Regions from separate parts of the Cricetulus griseus genome. Here region 2 is linked to region 1. The links are chromatin contacts, called in public Hi-C maps. All regions are on one chromosome and are shown on one strand. The core of a region is the stretch at or near the end of the contact, and the rest is flanking DNA. Distances in the headings are between cores, read along the strand shown. Region 1 has its middle 74 kb from the start of Msn. Region 2 has its middle 63 kb from the start of Msn.

Region 1 (2,731 bases), core at 198-2,697:
CAAATTACTATCTCACACTGTCTTTAATGTTATAGGAATAAAGGGTAAATTAGTGGTTTCCAGCAGTTAAGGAGCAAGGTTAAAAAAAAAAAAAACTGACCATGGGGTCTACAGCACTGTAACAGCAACACTGGAGGTCAGCATGGATTACACAGCGAGTTTCAGACTTTTCCCTAAATAAATCACAAACCACAAAGTAAATAAATCAATAGAGAAAAGGAACAGGGTAGAAAATATGCAGAGTAGAGCTTGTGTCAGAAGTAAGTGTGGCTATAAGAGCAGCACATTTCGTATGCCGTGTTCTGTATTATAACTGGCTCCATGATATCATTTTAGCAGTTGACACATGACGATTTTTAGGATGCCACTCAGAGAGCTGAGTCAAGTGTCTGTGTAGTTAGTGTCTTCAGTGTTTCTTTTTGGAAGATAGTTTTGTTTATATATGTACATGAATGTTTTGCCCACATGTGTATTTGTGCACTGTGTGCATGCCTGCCGCCTTAGAGAGCGGAAATGTGTGTCAGATCCCCTGGAACTAAAGTTACAGAAGGTTGTGTGCTGCCATGTAGGTGCTGAGACCTGAACCTGTGTCCTGCTAGAGCAGTCAGTACTCTAAACCTACTGAGCCATCTCCAACCCCACTTTATTCTTTCTTACAACTTCATATGAGTCTTTGATATGACTTAGCTTATAAAACTGAGTGGGAGAGGAGGAGGTTGGTGGGAGAGTGAACATGAACACAAGCCAACTGCATATATGAAAACATCATAATGAAACTTGTTATTTTGTACACTGTAGATAAACAGTGACTCCATGTATTTGCCAATGACACGGCAATACTATATACAATAATGTTTTTTTTTTTTTCTGGAAGCTCTCAAACTTGAATTAAGTAAATAAATGAAATTCCAGCATATTTATACAACATATTACTTGGAAATATAAGTAAATGTACTAGTAAAACACACATCTAGGTGAGCGCATAGACATTATGTTGTATAGAACAAGGAAAACATGAAAGAGGATATGTAGTATAATTCTTTTTTGATTTAAAAACCAAGTTATACTTTGAAAGAACAGCATATAAAATGTTATTAGTGCTAGAGTCCTGGTAATCCAGGTAAAGCCCCACAGCAGTATTAGAGCATGTGACTCCTTCACATTTACCGTCAGAAGACAAATCCACCATGGGTAATAAACACAGAGCAGAGATCCACCATTCAATACAATCCCAACAATGAGTCATTTCATGCAAAAATAGGTCAGGACTCTAAGTCAGCAGGCTGCTCTCTTGCTGTGTCTAATTAAAATTTTTGAAGCAGGAAGTGTAGTTAATGCTTGAAGTTTTAATTTCAACAAGAAATTCTGGAAATGCCGCAGCATCCCCAAGTGAAGGAAGGGAGCCAGCCGCATTGTCTATGTCTAAGAGAAACAGAGCCTGTTCCAAGCAGCGAGCAAGCGAGCTGTGTCTAAGAGGAAATGCTGCTATCTGTCCTTAGAAAGTGCCATCTGGAAGATGGGGAAGTGGGAGCCATGATGTCATTCCTCCATCTGTCCATATGCCCGTAAGCACACTTTAATCAACTGTCAATGACTGATACTCATATTTTGAATGGTAAAATGGAGGTGCAGCAGTAACAAGAAAGAAAAGCCACTCATAGAAATGGCAACATGAGATTCCACTGAGTTTTAGAAAGAAATGACCACACATAAACAAAAATTGGAGTGGGGAGAAAGCCACATCTGCTTCCCATCAGCAAACAGTCAAAGCACAGGACACCAGAGAGGCTGAGTTAGCTGACGGACGTGCCCGAGAATTTAAAAACATGCATACATCTGGATGCCTGGCTCAACCAAGACAATTCTCTGAGAAGCTTGAAATAATGTATCACCTGAAGTCCGTGAAATCTACATGCCTGGGAAAACGGAAACTATTTCAAGTGGAAGCCTGATTTGAACGATTTCTGTATCTCTAAGACATACTCCTCTGCAAATCTTTCCTTTCCAGTTCCTGCATGCTGTCTTGGATAAGATTAACAGAAAGACCTGTCATCTGCACAGCCCGGAGGCATTGCTCAGGGCTGCAGGCTTAAGGCATGCCCATCACCACCCTGTGCATTCCCAGGAGGAAGCAGGTCCTTTCCAAATGGCACCAGTTTCGGGAGCACTTAGCCATAGGCCTACAGTGCCCAGCATCCATGGCTACCAAATACAGCAGACCACTCACTAGCCCTCAGCCCTCAGCCCTCACTATTGTTTCACCAGCACTTAGAGAATCTGCAATGCTGTCAACCCCGCTGCCTGCTACCAGAGAGAAAATGACTCCAGTAGCTGCCATTCAGTTACGATTCCATTTATGTGGCATTCTAGAGCAGGTGTGGTTTCGTGGAGCTAGACTGGAGCTGGAGAGGAGCATTAAGGAAAAAAGTGAATACAAATAAATCTTTGTAAAGAAGGGGTCTTTCACCATGTTTGATTCTTCATCCTAGGCAAAAAGAAGGGGTTTAGAACATAGTAAGGGGTTTAGTTCATAGTAATAGGAACTTAAAGAAGCTATAATCTATTGTCTATTTTTCAGAAGAGTGTAGCTTGAGGAGCCTGGTTGTGTAATTTGAACCTAGTTCTACTTGTCTAATCCTGTACAAATAATAACTTCTTGCTGTACTGGGCTTTATATCTGCAAAGTAATAATATCTGTATACTTCAGAGTTTTGTGGATTATAAAATAAGT
Region 2 (3,001 bases), core at 37-2,536, 140 kb before region 1:
TCATTAGTTAAGAAGGCTTCCTTGTCTCTCATATGAACACTTCTAAGGCATCAGCTACTTTGTTCCCAGACCCAGTTTCATGGTACAATGACACTCCTCCTAAACCTGCCTACTTTGCCTGTGGCAGAAAACCTCCTGGCTTTGCTCTCTAAGTTCTGGCTTCCTGTTTCTGGTGAGTGGATGGGAAGAACTAGTCTTCTAACACACACTTTGGAATGGATCCCTCTTATTAAGAAGGTCTGGAAGTCTGTGGGCTTATGACAGCCTGTGCCTGGCCCTATCTGGTGAAGCAGGCTTCTTGGCCATTCTGTCTCAACCTTTTTAAGTTGCCTTAGCTCATTGTCAGGCTGGGCCTGCATGCTCATCTCAGACCCATAGAGGGCGATCAAGCCAAGTTTATGAGAAATGATTCTGGGTGTGGCCTCTCCCTGGCTTCACTTCCTTTCCACTACTTGTAAAACTAGAACCGCAGGCTGTCAGAATCACAGTATATGTCAGATAATTTGTATTTAGATCTCTTTATAACGAAGACAAAGAAACGTTGGGTGTAGCTCTGTAGTAGATTACTTGCCTAACATGCTCAAGGTCCTGGGTTCCATCTCTAGCCACTGAGGTTAAAAAAATCTAGAAGAAACTGCGACCTAAAGAATGACTGAAGACAGCCTACACTAGGATAATTACACATTCCGTGTCAATAAACTTAAAGCCCATATTTCCTGGGTCCTATTTAAGAACTCATATACAAAGCCTACTAAAATGCTTCTCTTATGGTTGTGGAAACTGAGGACCAAGAAAGAAGTTGTCTAAGAAATACGGTTGTGGCAAAGCTAGGGTTGGCTTCAAGTCCACTAAGTAGCACCCCAGGATTCTGAAAATGCAATGCTAGGATTCTAGCTCATTCTATTTGCTACAGGTACAAAGGACTCTGAGAGGGAATGACATTTACCAGCAGCTGCCAAGTGAATTAGTGGCTGTTACCTGGCTTTTAGAACTAGGACTGAATGAAAATTTGGTCCCCAACTTTTAGTCTTACAGGGACCCCCAATAGTTTAGTGAACCCTGAATCTCAGAATTACATTTCAAAAGTACTGGCCAGTCCTTACTTGTTTTGTCCCCCAAGAGCCTGGCATCTGTGGTAAACTGTGTATGTAGGGGAAGCTGTCTACCTCTGTTCAGTTCTCCTCTCCAAAGGAAAAAAAAAAAAAAACCTCTTAACAAAAACCTCACCTCATTTCTCCCCTGTCAAGGCCTCAGGCTTTGAGAGTGAGAGGATGACTCACTCTGTGCCCACAGTCGCCTCTGTGGAGAACATAATTGCTAGCTAGGATGTCACCATAGCACCCAGCCATCACATTTGCAGAGCTTGTTTTTGTCAAAGCTCTTTCCTATCTTTATTTTTGCTGCTACTTCCCTAAGCCCCAGGGAGCCAGATGAGGCAGAAGATGTCATTACCTCTTCCTTTACGAAAAAGAAAATGACTTGTGAGGGATGGATAAGGGACACCTGACCAAGTTTGGGACAAACTGAGACTAAATCTCCCGATCCTTCATTTTCCAAGTTTCTGTAGTGTTCTGCATCAATACCCAGATCCCCAGAGGAAGTACCAGCATCCGGCAAATACTGGGTAGCAGCTACCTCTCTCATTTATTAATGACTAAGCTGGAGCCAGACACTGTGTTTGCCTTTCATTGAACACAAAAAGACAAAACCAAAATTTCCCTCAAACCCTATCCTTCAGTGTTCTCAATCTACATATTGGTTATGTCACCCCCCACCCAATGACAATCTTCTTGTTCCTTTGACAAAGTGATCCAAACAATGACTTTCAATTCTCCGTGCTGAACTACTTTTGCAATTTTTTCAGAGCACTTGATTAGGAGTGAGAAAGACCCACATTCCCCACCCAGTTTGTCCATGCTTCACATTGCAGCAAAGGATGTACCTATAAGATGAGTTTGCACATTTGCAAGGTGGTAGGGTTTAGGGAGCAGTGGGAATATCCTTGCTAAAACCTTTGGCTGGGGCTGGTAAGATGACCTCAGAGGCATGAGTACTTAAGGACCTGACTTCAATCCCCAGAAACTAGGTAAAGGTGGTAGGAGGTAATTGACTCCATACACAGAGTTGTCTTAATAATAATAGTAACAACAATAACATTACTACTAATAAAGACTATTTTAACCAGGTCATCTAGGAGAAGAAGACTCTAATCAGTGGAATCTTCTTTTTAGAAGAAAAGTTGAAGCATAACAAATAGCAGGTCTTGCTATGGGACCATTTTGTATTATTTTGTTGTTTCCTTTCTTTTCACTTTGCTTTGAGACAGGGTCTCAATATACAACCCAGGCTAGCCTGGAGCTTACTATATCTAGTCTGGCCTCAACTCTCAATCCTCCTGCCATATCCTCCATAGTGCTATGTACTACCACACATGGCTTCTATAAGATGCTCTACCTTGCTGTTTTGCTCTGTAAGCTGTAGTACAAGGATAGCTTATACTTCCTAAAGGTCCCAAATGGATACTTCTGTTCACCAAGAACACCCATGAATCACCAGAAATGTTTTAGATGGGAAGCTATTTTTGGTCAGGTTCTAGGTTTGAGGAGGAAGTGACACACTGGTAGAATTGGGAGTGGCGGGGGGAAGGGAAACAAAGGAAGACATAGAAGACAAAGAGCCATATAAGAGGATCTGTATAAACCCTTCACCTTGGAGTTAATATCCAGAACAAAAGCAATCATTCAAATAAATCAAGGCAAGTGCAGTATTGAGAGTTGATCATTGTCTCATAGCAAGATGGTAGCAGCACCATGACTCAAATCCAGGACTAGAATAAAGGTAGTCCAAAACAAAATGGCTGGGTTGGGGAATTAGTTCAGTAACAAAATGTTTGCAAAGCATGTACAAGGCCCTGGATTCAATCCCCAGTACAATAAACTAAAAATGGCCTGGAGTTTGTTAGTGTGCCTTTTCAGGAAGAACACCAAACCAGTACATTGTC

The links. Hi-C and Micro-C count contacts between places; a contact is called where the count stands out from the background.
Region 2: a Hi-C map of liver shows a contact between it and region 1, with 4 times the contacts expected there. The contact joins two enhancer-like sites. A contact is called at or near these places in 4 of 8 Hi-C or Micro-C datasets (the CHL-YN cell line, the CHO-K1 cell line and liver).

What each region holds. Positions count from the first base shown.
Region 1 is chrX:73,993,062-73,995,792 of CriGri-PICRH-1.0, reverse strand. No RefSeq gene overlaps it. Among named protein-coding and RNA genes, the nearest start is that of Msn, 74 kb to the left of the region's middle. Within about 2 kb of position 1,447, at least 1 of the 6 cell types and tissues checked has open chromatin away from gene starts, as enhancers often do.
Region 2 is chrX:74,129,721-74,132,721 of CriGri-PICRH-1.0, reverse strand. No RefSeq gene overlaps it. Among named protein-coding and RNA genes, the nearest start is that of Msn, 63 kb to the right of the region's middle. Within about 2 kb of position 1,286, at least 1 of the 6 cell types and tissues checked has open chromatin away from gene starts, as enhancers often do.